Linked DNA regions of Rattus norvegicus: region 2 is linked to region 1. A link is a contact called in public Hi-C data. All regions are on one chromosome and are shown on one strand. Each heading gives the region's core, a stretch centred on a gene start, on an enhancer-like site or on the middle of the called end of the contact. The rest is flanking DNA. Distances are from core to core; before and after follow the strand shown.

Region 1 (2,928 bases), core at 120-2,619:
AATATTATATATGTGTGTGTGTGTGTGTGTGTGTGTGTGTGTGTTCATGCACACCTTCCTACCTTGTTTCTTCAGAGGCTCAAGAGGCAATGATTTTTTTTTTAGATTTATTTATTATATATGAGTGCAGTGTAACTGTCTTCAGACACACCGGAAGAGGGAATCAGATCTCACTTACAGATGGTTGTGAGCCACCAATGTGGTTGCTGGGATTTGAACTCAGGACCTCTGGAAGAGCAGTCAGTGCTCTTAACCACTGAGCTGTCTCTCCAGCTCAAGCAATAGTATTTCAATAGCAATGAGCTTACTAGGCTTTAGATCTTGGTTTCAAAATCCACTCAGTCCTTGGGAGGTGGTCAGATTCAGGAGGATCAGGAACTCAACATTTTCTTCAGCTACACGGTCAGTTTGAGGCCAGCCTGGGTTACATGAAATCCTATGTGAGAGGGAGGGATGGAGGAAGGGGGTGGGGAAGTGGGAGGGTAGATTACCTCAGGATCCCTAAGGTGCATAAAAACTGGTGCCTTGGCAGTGTGGAGCTATAATCCCACTGCGGTGGAGGTGAAGACAGGAAAATCCCTGGGTCTTGCTGGCTATCTAAGTCCTGTCAAAACGATGAATTTCAGGTTCAGCTAGAGACAACGTATGGTAAAAAATGTGGAGAGTGGGCTGGAGAGATGGTTCAGAGGTTAAGAGCACTCGTTGCTCTCACAGGAGTACGGTTCCATTGCCATCATCCACTGGGAAGCTCACAGACCCTTCTTTAATGCTGGTTCCAGAGGGGGTTTGCACGTCCTATTCTGACATTTGAGGGCACTGAATGTATTTGGTATAAAATGTGCACGCAAATAAAACACGTATACACGAACAACAAATCTTTAAAAATTCGTGGAACTGAGAGAGGAAGATCCCCCTGAAGCCAACTTCCGGTCTGCACCCGCAGATGCACACTTGTGCATGTGTATCTTTGCACAGAGCACGCACACACACAAGCACATGGAATGAAAAGTATACATGTATCTTTGAAACCATATTGCATATAATTATCTTTCTCAGATCTGTTATAGGGTATTTGTAGTTAGTGAATCAGCTGTGAACATGCCGCAGTGGTGCAGATATCTAGGATGCTTAACTGTTTATTATGATACAGCCAAGGAACTCTGTTTTGTTTGCCGTGTCCTCCCCAAGGCCAGAGGATCCAACGAGACAATGGGAAGATGTATGGCTAAGTGGGGGTGGGCATTAGGACCAGAGATCCAAAGTCCAACGTCTCTTGCTTGCAGTGTGGAGTAAGCCAGTGCCAGGCTCATACACAGCCAACCCCGCCGCCGACCTCCAGGCCACAGGCGTCGCTGTGCTCTCGCGCGCCAGCCGGGGAGCTGCGTTGCGCCTGGAGCCGGCGCTCGAGCCCAGCCGGGGGTTTCAGTTTCTGGCGCGAACTTCCGCCGCTCCGAAGTTGCAAGGCGAATTGGCGCGATGTCTGGGGACAGCAGCGGCCGCCGGTCTGAGGGCCGGGGCCGGGGCCGCGACCCGCACCGGGATCGCACCCGTTCCCGTTCCCGCTCGCGGTCCCCGCTGGCCCGCCGCGGCGCTGCGCCGGAGCGCAGGGAGGCAGCGGAGCGCCCGAGCTTGGAGGACACCGAGCCGTCTGATTCAGGCGACGAGCTGATGGACCCGGCCTGCTTGGAGGCCGAGTACGACCAGGGCCTGTGCCGCCAGATCCGCCATCAGTACCGCGCTCTCATCAACTCCGTCCAACGTAAGGTGGCGCTTTGGGGCTGCGCGGGCCAGCGGCGTTCCGTGGCTGGGGAGGGCCGCGAAGGTGCGGGCGCTGGCCGGTCTGCGCGGGCTCGCGGCGGCGCGCCTTCGCTTGTTTATTAAGTGCACCCTAGGCGACCTTGGCGTTGGGCGCCGCCAAGCTCTGTTGCTGGCTGGAAAAGCGGGAGATCAGACCTGATGATGACTTGCTTGAGCTCAGCCAGCCAGTAGGGAAGGCAAGCAAATAACACCAGGTGCTTTTTGTTCAACCTAGCTTGCTCCTTGTGGGCCCCTGAGGTTGGAATTGCTAAGATGCACATTTCCCCGCCCAGCTCAGATGCACTGAATCAGAGATGCTGAGTAGGCCCAAGCGTTTGTTGTGTGGCTCTTCAGGTGGGCCTTGAGAAGTTGACAATCACTTCTTAATCGAGCCCTTGTATTGGGGCGCAGAAGAGTCATCCCTTTGGAGTAAGATTACATACGGGAAGCCAGTGTTAACTGTCAAGAGATCAAGTTTTGGGGTCTGGGGAGATGACTGAGTCTCGGCAAACCATAATAACCTTAGTTAGATCCCCAGGAGCCCCCTAAAGTGTCCCCTAAGAATAGTGGTGCAAACGTGCATCCTCAGCTGTGGGGAAGCAGAGTCCATGGGTCCCTCTGGCCAGCCCACCCAGCCTTCTTGGCTAGTTCCAGGTTAGTGAGACCCTGTCTCAAAAGGCAAAGATAATGGTACGCTGAGGGAACTACATCTAGGGTTGTCCCCAGGCCTTTTGCACACACAAAAGCCGCTTGAAACAGTAGCATTAAAGCCTCTTTCTGTAAAAGATAAAGCCTCTTTCTGTTAAAGAGATTAAGACATTCTAATCATTACCCAGGAAGTAGGAGCGGGACTGTAAGCGGCTACTTATTAGCGAAGGATGTGCACGGTCCCCTAAGTTTGTGTTCTTTTAAATAGAAAACCGGGAGGACATACTGAATGCTGGTGACAAACTAACAGAGGTCCTCGAAGAAGCCAACACTCTGTTTAATGAAGGTAATTTCATGATTTTTAAATCCGTAGATTGTTGTCATTACACGATTCCCATTTACTCGGGCACTCAACAGACCCAGTGCCTTTTTCATTGTAGCAACAATACTACTCTCACTGTGCACTTACCATTTGGCCCAGCA
Region 2 (2,928 bases), core at 151-2,650, 130 kb before region 1:
CTTGGATCAGCTTGACAGAGTCTCACAACCACGACTACAGTCGAGATGCAGGACAGGCTGTGATGTTACAGTTAAGATCTTCTAGCTCCCACCCTGGCCACCGTAATACTTTCCATTCCTTGTAGTTTTGCCTTCCCCGCAGTCTCCTGTAAGTGGAAACCTACAGAAGGAACATTCACACTCACAGTCTATCAGTTCTGCCTCTCGGGAGTCCTTGCCTTACATACTGTGCCCCTGCTACGGAAGAACTCATTGCTTCAGGAAGCCAAGCTACAAGCCAAGTGATTACAGACATGGTGTCAGTGCCTTGCTGGCGCCATCCTAAACCCAGCTCACCCTAGGACACAGAGAGAGAGACAGAGAGAGAGACAGAGACACACACAGAGAGAGAGAGAGAGACAGAGAGACAGAGACAGAGAGAGAGAGACCACCCAGACTTGCTCTCTCCTGGGCAGCTGCTACAGGAGAAATGCTTGCAGATTACCTGTTTATGTTCTTGGCCAGGTGTTGGCAGGAGGCAGTGGGGGTTTCTACTCCAGGACCAGCTGCGGCGGAAGCCAAGGCTGCATGTTCTGAGGCCACAGGAGCAAGACTTGCATGGGCAGCAGATGGGGAGGTGCTGGGGGCACAATAGGAGAATTATTCCAAATGGAATTCGGCTCCTTAATGGCACATTCATCCGTCCTTTCTCACCCCACCCAAACCACCCACATTTGTGGAGTGGACTATTTAAAGACATAGCACACTGCTCTCCTTGGGCTCCCACCGACTTAGACATGGTGGAGGTCACAGCCTCTAGTTCCATTTCCTCCCTCATTCGACTGCAAAAATAAAATAAAATAAAGTGTGGGGATTCATTAACTGCTCAAGTGTTGCAAACCCTGGGTATTTTCTTATCTGAGGTTTGCTTGAAGATTTTTATGGAAAAGTATTCTAGCAGTTTGGGGCATGCAATGAAATTCTGAGTTGAAAATTAAAACAAAATTCTGTAAACTCTCCACAACTCGCCCCCAAATTTCAAATGGCAAGAGCCATTGGGTCACTCAGGGACCCGTATGGGGTGGGGGAGGGGTCTAGGTGACAGCTCTGACTAGGACCCAGGGTTATGCAGACAAGCACCCTTCATGTGGTAGACGTCTGCCCCCTCCTGGTCAGCCAGGGGACCTGCCAGTGTGCAGGGGCCTCCCAGGATGCACCTGGAAACACAGGTCCAAAGCCAAAAGGCACAAGCATGAAGCCTAAGAGGTTCTTAACTATCAGCTTTGGCAAAAAGCAAGGCATCTACAGCTTGGGAACTGGTTTTCAAAGCAAGTGACTCCCAGCCCCTGCAACCAGCCACACTGCTGTCAGCCGGGAGCTGGTCGGCTGACAGCCTCTCAACAGCCAGTTTGGAGTTTGATGACTCAGAAGCAAGGCCTGAGACCCAGGCTGCAGGGGCAGCTGGAGTTTGAGGTTTTGTGGTGTGTGTGGTGCAGGACTCCTTCTTTAGGGGAAAACAGCCATAGAACACTGGTTCCCGAGTCACCATGCTACGCTTAGAGCCGGCCTTTCAGGCTCTGCCTCCACATCAAGCCTGGCCCTGGAAGACAGCAGCCACTGCACTAGTTGTCCAAACCCTAAGCCCTGGAAAGGGAGTCTCACGCCTACTTAAGGCCCTGTGGCGATTTAGCAGGCTCCACAGAATCAACCCCAGCTTTGCCCTTCCCTCCCTTCATGGCTCTGCCCAGCCTCTTTTGTTCCCATAGCAGGCCTAACTCCCGGGCAGGCAGCTCCTCCCTTGGTAAAATAGCAATCCTTCACCCTCTCGTGTCTAGCCCACTTCCTAACAGAGTCATAGAAGCACCTCCATGCCTTACTGTGGCTGCCCTTGTCCCCAGCTTTCTCTAGGAACATGGACCGTGAAAACCAGGAACCTACAAGACTGATCAGAACTTGATAATTAACGAGTTAGAATATTTCAGGTCTGGAACTGAATTCTCTTGAGCTATCTTAGCTTATAAATAGACATTTACTACCCACCTACGTGGTGATCCAACATCCTAGAGACTGAGGTAAATCTTTTGGAATATACAGGCAGGCCTCTAGCTTCCTTCCACCAACCCAGAAGCTAACATAGCATCCGAGGCTGTAACAAATGTCCCCACTTTGCTGTACCTGCCTACCTAATGTTCCCACCAATGTACTTGAAAATTGTCTTGATTCATGACTTTCTCTGGTCTGTTACTATAGAAACATCATGAGGCTACATCTACATTGAAACACAGAATTTGGGTTAACCTAAAAAAAAAACTTTTATTTTATTCTTATTCGCTTTGATGTGGGAGCTGTGGTGGTTTTTGTCTGTTTGTTCTGGTGTGTAAATGTATGTGCATGTGTGCATGCATACATGTGCTTGTGTGTACACACATGCATTTGCCATAGCACACACATGTGGATATCAATGGACAACTAGCTCCGACTGCCAGGCTTCATAGCAAGTGCCTTTACCTGCTAACCACGAGCTGTGCTTCCTCACTGACAGCACCCACGTCTGCGCTATGCTCCCCAGTGATCCAGCATCCAGACAGGCTATGAACACGAAGCATCATCATCCCCCATGAAAAGAGAGCCCGTAAAGTCCATGGGCTGAGAGAGTGTGTCAGCAGCAAACTCGGTATGAACTGAAAGCCCCGTTACCAGTTCCTCAAGGGCCCCACAAAGTTGGGGGTGGAGCCCATAAAGTTATGATCCTTGTAGGACCCTGAAGCTAATCCACAGTGAATAAAAACTGAAAGACAAGCCAGACATGGGGGTCCACACCTATAATCCCAGCACTCGGGAAGCCAAGGCAGAGGCATCATGAGGTTGTGCCATCCTGGGCTGCTTAGTAAATCCTTGTCTCAAAACAAAATACAAAAGAGTGGCTGCAAACGAACAAAGCAAACTGCT

The links. A called contact is a pair of places that touch in the nucleus more often than the background predicts.
Region 2: a contact with region 1 is called in a Hi-C map of Schwann cells, with 2.9 times the contacts expected there. The contact joins the enhancer-like site here to the promoter of Nsmce4a in region 1. A contact is called at or near these places in 7 of 12 Hi-C or Micro-C datasets (the A7r5 cell line, the Rat2 cell line, Schwann cells and 4 more) and 1 of 1 datasets of contacts at active chromatin or transcription factors (oligodendrocytes).

The regions. Positions count from the first base shown.
Region 1 is chr1:194,537,897-194,540,824 of GRCr8, reverse strand. Nsmce4a (NSE4 homolog A, SMC5-SMC6 complex component) reads left to right here and starts at 1,369. Exons shown (of 4, transcript NM_001106301.1): 1 at 1,369-1,759; 2 at 2,714-2,791. The coding sequence starts at 1,477. It overlaps LOC134483930 (a long non-coding RNA gene), which reads right to left. Exons shown (of 2, transcript XR_010061141.1): 1 at 2,915-2,928; 2 at 1,108-2,219.
Region 2 is chr1:194,665,028-194,667,955 of GRCr8, reverse strand. It overlaps LOC103691241 (a long non-coding RNA gene), which reads left to right. Exons shown (of 4, transcript XR_005499490.2): 4 at 2,522-2,666. It also overlaps a transcript of Tacc2 not described here. Among named protein-coding and RNA genes, the nearest start is that of Tacc2, 19 kb to the left of the region's middle. Within about 2 kb of position 1,400, at least 16 of the 93 cell types and tissues checked have an H3K27ac peak or open chromatin away from gene starts, as enhancers often do. A contact at or near this core is called in Schwann cells, where this site is marked.